Regions from separate parts of the Zea mays genome. Here region 2 is linked to region 1. A link is a contact called in public Hi-C data. All regions are on one chromosome and are shown on one strand. Each heading gives the region's core, a stretch centred on a gene start, on an enhancer-like site or on the middle of the called end of the contact. The rest is flanking DNA. Distances are from core to core; before and after follow the strand shown. Region 1 has its middle 10 kb from the start of LOC103638669. Region 2 overlaps LOC100216965 (solute carrier family 35 member B1).

Region 1 (3,603 bases), core at 656-3,155:
GGCGGTCAGATCCCGATCGAAGGGCTAGGATTAGATCTACTCGAGTTAAGACTAAACCATCCGATCTCGGACGGACGGCCGAGATCTAACAGCCAAGGGCTGACTTGGGCGCGGTGGCGCCGCTCGGTCCCACGGCGAGAGTTCGCTGGAGACGAGCAGACCGGCCACGGCAGGGCACTAGAGACTCGGGGATTAGCCTGGGCGCAATCAAGGGGGTCTGGCGGACTCGGCCATGACCTTCACGCCGGCACGAGGGCACCAGAGAGCGCAGACCACGGTGGAGCGGGCTAACGGCGGCGCTAGATTGCTCCGACGAGCAATCGTGCGAGCTATAGAGCGAGGATAACCAAATTAAGGGCACGGGCAGGTTGCTCACCTCGAGAAGCGCTGGCGTCGCGAAGCAACGGCGGAGGCGCAGGGGCTCGATGGAGCGACGGTGGAGGACTCCGGCTGCGCAAGAAAACGCTCCGGTGAGCGTGGACCGGGCGCACAGTAGGGAGGGAGAGGGCACACCAATGGGTGTCCCGAGTAGCTGACGGCAAGGCGAAGCTCACCGTGGCACTGGACGGGGCACGGGCGCAACGGCGGCCACGGAACAGACGGTGGGCGTCGGCGGGCGGTAGCGGAGCTCTCGGTTCGTGTAGGCAGAGCGAGAGAGAGGGCGAGGGAGCTGGGCAGAGGGCGCAAATGAAAGAGGGGAGGTGGGCGAGCAGGGCGCGGGGCTCAAAAGGGGCGTGGGGGCTCGGACGTGGCCGAAGAACGCACGGTCGTGGGCGCGTCCACGGCGGGGAGATCATGGGTGATAGGTTAGAGACGGGCTGACAGGTGGGGATGGCGGGGCAGAGAGAGGGAGAGCGGGTGCGCGCGAGAGAACCAGCGCCGACAGGTCTGGCCCACGGGACAGAGAGTGGGAGAGAAGTGAGCGCGCTAGCTTGCACCGACAGGGGGCCCGCCTGTCAGACATAGGGGGGTGCGCGCGGGCTGGGCTTATTGGTCTGGCTTGGGCCAAAATGGCCTTTTCTATTTTCCTGGAATTTCTATTGCCTTTTCTATTTATTTTCTCTAGAGTTTTCAATTCAAATTCAATTCAAGTTTCAAATTCAAACCAAATCAAATACGTGCAACAATTCAAAGAATATTTAGGCTCAATATGATGCAACATTCCATGACTCATATGTTTTGGGGCAAAATAAAATAAATAATCCCTCACTAATACAACTAACTCTAATTAAAAGAGAAAGAGAGAGGGAAAACTAGAGAGAGAGAGAGAAACTAGAGTGAGATAGAGAAAAGTAACACCTGAATTTGGATGATCATAAAAAAGAAATTTTATACCCTCAAATTCAGGGTGTTACAGTCCCCCATATTTAAATAGTAAAATATTAAAACTATGCACAAATAGAGATTTGAATCATGGTGTTGGATCTAAACTCACATTCACAAAAACCTAACTACCAACGGAACATACATATATTTGTGTCTTATATTGTACATGTAAGCATAAATGAAAACTGTAGTAACGTAAGACACTTTGCTAGTTAAAATGAAATGCGTGTTTGGTTCATCCATCTGTGATTTCTTAATTCAGAAAAGCATTCTCCTCCCCTTCACTTGCACCGCTCCCCTGCGATACGGAGGACATCCGTTTGCCTGTTTTAGGCTTTTGATGTAGCTGCAAGTGAGTTCTGTGCGAGCACTGCAGATCCAGACAGAAGCTTGAACTTGGGAACAACAAACACTTGGGTAGCTGCTCGACCATGACATCTTTTCTGAGTACAAATGAGTAGATTCCCTTGAACATGACAGCTTTCGGCGCCGATCACATGACACACAGTTCATGCATTGCCATTTGCATGTGTCACTCTTGAGTGCTGCTCCCTGCACTTGACACACGGTCCATGACTCCATCGACTGAATTCCGGCGGACGACAGTCGACAGAGGCACATGTCCGCTTCAAGTGCTGGTGCTGCTCCTTCCAGCGTCTACAAATGCCACGAGATTTATATGACGAGCCTCCTTTTCCTATAGCTTCCGCAACTACCCGCTTCCATTCCCCTGCCATGCGCCTCACCTTAGCCGTGGCTGTCTCGTCCCCCATGACATCCTCGACGCACCGCCCCAGCTCCGCGGCGCGCAGCACACAACCACCGTCCACCTGCGCTGTTAGCAACTCCGTCGACTAGTGCACGAACAACAGTTGCTGGGGGCGTAGGTAAAGGAAGAAGAGATGTCGTGGGGAAGAAGAAGATAGGAGTAGCTGTGAAAATGGATTTGCTATTTTGGTTATTCGATATCCTTACAATTGCCTAAGTTGTATCCTTTATACTTTCTCGGCAGCTCGGCCCAGCTAACCCTTACACGACCAACTCGGCCCAGTAATACAGACGTTGCCACACTTCTCACGCCTTGGACGTGCTCAGTTACTTGCCTCGGCAGACCCTCGGCTATCTCCATCCTTGTCGTCCGTGATTGGCGCAGCCGCCTCTTGTGTAACAGGGCTGACATTCCCCACTCCTCGAAATATGGCTTGCCGTCAAGCCACTGACAGTGTAGACAACGATTGATGGCTCAACTTCTGCTTTAGACGCCATATATCCCAATCCGAGAATATGACACATCACATTAAGGCCCGCAATGACACTGTCGTCCGTGGTGGCCTGCCTCTGCGAGTCATTGAAGTAGACGGTACTGTCACCACTGCGTCATTGATGGTGGAATCGCTATAGGCTTTTGCAATCTCCTTCATCTTGATGAGGACCACAGAGGAGATCTCCTCAGCAGCGAACTGCTTCTCCTCACCCTTGTAGTTGACTACAATCATGGGCTTGTCACCAGGGCCTGAGATGACCTTGAACAGCCATAGCTTCATGACACTCTGCACTGACGGGTCATAGAACCTCCTGCCGATCAAACGCTTGGCTAATTGGAGCAGCTGAGGGTGTGCGATAGTGCCGAATTTTTTGCATTTTGGTCCTTCATCGGAAAAAAATTCACGTTTAGACCCTAGAAAATTTTAATGTCATTTTTGGACCCTTTACTCGGCGCCGTAGCCTGTGGCGCCGAGGTAACACAGCTCGGCGCCATAGGCTATGGCGCCGAGGTACGTGCTGCGTTGGCACAAACGGACGTCGTGGCGCCGACGTGGTACCGAGCTCGGCGCCATAGATCTTGGCGCCGAGCTCCGTTCTGTATAGAAAACTTGTCTAGCTCAGTTGGTAAAATACAAGGCTCTTAAACTTGTGGTCATGGGTTCGAGCCCCACGGTAGGCGTTTTTAAATACTTTTTGTCTTTGTCACTTATTTATTTTATTTTTGTCTTTGTCATGGCAGCCATAATCACTTTCATCAGAAAAGAGGTTTGTTTTCTTGCTTGTCGCTACAGATCGTTTTTCCGGGCTTCATCAGGAAGAGCACTTGCCATTCTAAGGTTCAATGAAGCGGGTCGAAATATGGCTTGCTTACTTCTACTTCCTTCCGTTCGTGTAAGCACTCATGCTTCCACTTCACTCTCCTCTCGAAAGCCAGGCCAGGTTCTAAGTCCGGTAGGTCACTAGCAGTTCGAGAAGAAGGGTTTTGTTTGATTCACGAGTTCACTCAACAAC
Region 2 (3,603 bases), core at 449-2,948, 250 kb before region 1:
ATAGAAGAAATGTTTGATGTAGGTACCCAAAAACAAACCCATGGGATATAATGCTTGGCATGAACCTCTGGGGGACCATATATAATGCTGTAATTATGTTTGTTGCGCCATTACTATTCAGTAACTGGCCATATGCAAATGGTTTTGAGGCATTGAGATTTTGCCAGGAGAACCCAGAGGTGGCCTGGGACATTTTCCTATTCTGCCTATGTGGCGCCGTGGGGCAGAACTTCATCTTCTTAACCATCAGCCGGTTTGGCTCTCTTACTAACACAACAATCACTACCACCCGTAAATTCATGAGCATTGTGGTTTCATCCGTCATCAGTGGCAATCCATTATCTTTGAAGCAATGGGGTAGTGTTGTGATGGTCTTCTTAGGCCTCTCTATCCAAATATATCTCAAATGGAAGAGAAAGAAAGGCAGAGAGCACAAGGAGTAAGCTTGATTCTTCAACCTTTTCTGATTTGTAACTTCAATTGGACAGATCTCTTGTGAGGTTGACCAGGATAACGTTAATGCAGTCTGTTTGAAATTAGGAACTTTTACATGGATTATTATGAGTGATACCAAGTGTGAGGCTGAGCTATTGGTAACAGCTCTAATTTATGTTCTAGAGGGAGGATTCATGTGTTTCACTTAAATGTTGATCTCGTGGATTTGTCTTATGCTACTAGAAGAAAATACCCACCTAAACAATATAAGGAATATACGAATAGTCCTTAACTCAGGAGCCTAACTCGGTGAACATAGCAGTTTTTTTCTTACTTGTGGAGCATAAATTTAACTGATGATTCCTTTTTTTATCTTTTAAATTTGAATTTGATTTTAAAATTCGAACCTGAAAACTATATTGAAATGCTCATTGAATGAAGTGGAGAAGATGGCAGAAGCACAGGACTTAAAATCAGCATAGGACTTCAAATTAGATCATATGGTCGTCTGCTTTCTTCCCACTGCCAAGGGCGCAGTCTTATTCATCCTATCCTATTTCAAATTTCAATCTATATGCAGTGCAGTTCCTATCCCATTTCAAATTTCAATCTATATGCAGTGCAGTCTATGTAGTGTAAAACAATGTTTTCCATGATCATATAGACGATTTGTCGACCACATCTTTAGAGATATAAATATACATGGTTAAGGATAGAGATAGAATCTTAAAATTATAATAGATTTAGACTTTGAGTCATATTAGGCCATGTATCAAATAATGAGCATAAATAGCAACCAAGGCAAGTTAAGCAAGGTTGTTCTAATTTCTTTTTCATACTCCCTTCGTTGCTAGTTATATGTTGTTTTTGGCTTGTTTAGATAGGTTTTGGTTGTTTTATCTATCTAGAAAAGTCAAAATAATTAGCTATTATTTTATTTACGTGGACCACCTTGCTAGTTATGTTTTATTCTAGTCTCCGAATTGTTGAATTAATAATCGGAAGAAACAAAGACGACGAAGTCGCTGTCCAGTGTCGATTGCTACCGTCAATGAGCAGTGGGCTCATTTCTTGTCAACAAACATTATTAACGTGAATGGTCATGGTAAAATCCGTGTTTATTTTGACCATATGCGTGACGCATCGGTGCGTGGCTCACAAGTCACAGCCCGGACGCAAACGCTCGGAGATTCCTCTGCGACGTCCCCCCTACGGCGGCCGCCTCTTTGGCGCGTTGGCCCCAGCACTCTGCGCGTGCCCTCACTGCCGAAGCGCTGTCCGTGCTTCCCATGACCTTCTCGACGCACCGCTGCAGCTCACGACGCTCCACCACTCCGTCGCCGTCCACCCGCGCACGCACGCCCACGCCCGCAGATGCCTCCACTAGTGCTGCCACGGTCGGCTGGTCCGCCCACCTCGGCACGGCTACCATCGGCACGCCGCCTGTAATGCTCTCCAGCGTCGAGTCCCACCGGCAGTGCGTGACGAAGCACCCGACAGCGCCGTGCGACAGAACCTTCGTCTGGTTGCACCACTCCACCACCATCCCCTTCCCGCTACCATCGCTACCACCATTGTTGCCCTTGCGTGCCACCAGGAGGTATGCCCGGCCGGTGGCCTCCAGGCCGCGCCTCAGCTCCTCGTCCTGCCGCTTGCTCAACGAGAGGATGCTGCCGAAGGACACGAACACCACGGAGCGCGCCGGCATCGTGTCCAGCCAGCCCATGCACGCGGTGGCATCGTTGGGCTGGAACAACTCCACGCATGGCCTGCACGGCTCATCCACCACCACCGGGCCCACGGCGATGAGGTTGAACCGCGGCACCGCGCGCAGCGCCTCGGGTTCCAGCGCGTCGAACGTGTCCACGAGCACAGTGGGCCCGTGTTCATCAAGCGCCAGGAAGATGTCGCGCAGCATGTCGAGCGTCAGGTAGTTGCGGCTCCCCGGCGAGGCCATGGACGCGAAGGACGGGAGGGCGTCGGCCTTAAGCGGCGGGAGGCCCGGCAGGCGGACGGTGGCGTTAGGGTCCGCGTCGGCGTCGCCCGCGCAGGAGTCCAGGAGCGCGCCGTGGCCGTGGAAGCAGTGGTAGTACACGGCGAACACAGTGGCCGGCTTTACCCAGTACAGCGCCGCGGGGACGCCGCCCGCGCGCACGACCGCGGGGACCCACCCGACGAGCGCGGTGTACACGACGCGCGTCACGGGGTGACCCCGCCTGGCGAGGCGGGCGACGATGGACGCGAGCGTCTCGGACCCGACTTGGCGCGCGCGCTCCCTGTACGCGCCGACGCCGTGCGCCTCCGGGTTGAACCCGCCGTCGAAGCCGTCCGAGTAGGGGATGTACGAGACGACGCCCTGGACGACCTCGCCGTCGGGGGACGTCAGGTGCGGGAACATGTGGCGGTGGCCGCTGACGGCGGTGGAGAAGGTGACGCGCGCGTTCGGCATCGCCGCCGCGACGCGCACCGCCAGCCGCCGCGCCGGGTTGATGTGGCTTTGCATCGGATCGGTCACAAACAGGAAGTGATCCTGTATCGTCGCCATCGGCCTCGATCTGGCCGGCACAGAATCAGGTGAGCTTACCATCTTCGTGCCTACTGCTACAACGATGTTCGTATGATTGTGTGATTGCGACCTATAGCAATCCAAGGGCCATCTATTTATATGCGCATTCCGATGAGATCTAGAATGGTTGCTCTGTGTTCGAGAATGACACCTCGACACGCATGGGCCGGCCGCTGGCTTAACTGTCTGCTCAGTAGGTTTCTTGTTGCTGTCGTCGAGTCTGATCCAAAGATTATGAAGATAAACACGTCTGGATCCAGCCGCTGAAAAATCCAGCATTGCATTCGAGGAAGATTCTACATGACGACGTCCTATGTCCATCCAATGACATCTATGAACATACTAATACAATGTCCGTATGATCGCCGCACACAAATTATTCAACAAAATATTAGTGCACAATAGTTATATAAAAACGAACAACACATATATTATCGACCTCAATATCTCACAATTTTTTTAACAACAATCAATATAAAAATGAACTGATACAAATCAAATTGTACTATAATGCGAATATCACAAAAACAAAGTATAAGAAGCGAGGACTTCTTTATACATAATATTGTTTGTATATGTCACACTCGATTTTTTTTGCTTCC

The links. Hi-C and Micro-C count contacts between places; a contact is called where the count stands out from the background.
Region 2: a contact with region 1 is called in a Hi-C map of ear, with 4 times the contacts expected there. The contact joins two enhancer-like sites. A contact is called at or near these places in 9 of 25 Hi-C or Micro-C datasets (ear, endosperm, leaf and 3 more).

The regions. Positions count from the first base shown.
Region 1 is chr9:92,912,498-92,916,100 of Zm-B73-REFERENCE-NAM-5.0, reverse strand. No RefSeq gene overlaps it. Among protein-coding and RNA genes, the nearest start is that of LOC103638669, 10 kb to the right of the region's middle. Within about 2 kb of position 1,905, at least 5 of the 20 cell types and tissues checked have an H3K27ac peak or open chromatin away from gene starts, as enhancers often do. A contact at or near this core is called in ear and tassel, where this site is marked.
Region 2 is chr9:93,157,561-93,161,163 of Zm-B73-REFERENCE-NAM-5.0, reverse strand. LOC100216965 (solute carrier family 35 member B1) reads left to right here. Exons shown (of 7, transcript NM_001143346.1): 7 at 23-642. The coding sequence ends at 443. Among protein-coding and RNA genes, the nearest start is that of LOC100216965, 12 kb to the left of the region's middle. Within about 2 kb of position 1,698, at least 18 of the 20 cell types and tissues checked have an H3K27ac peak or open chromatin away from gene starts, as enhancers often do. A contact at or near this core is called in ear and tassel, where this site is marked.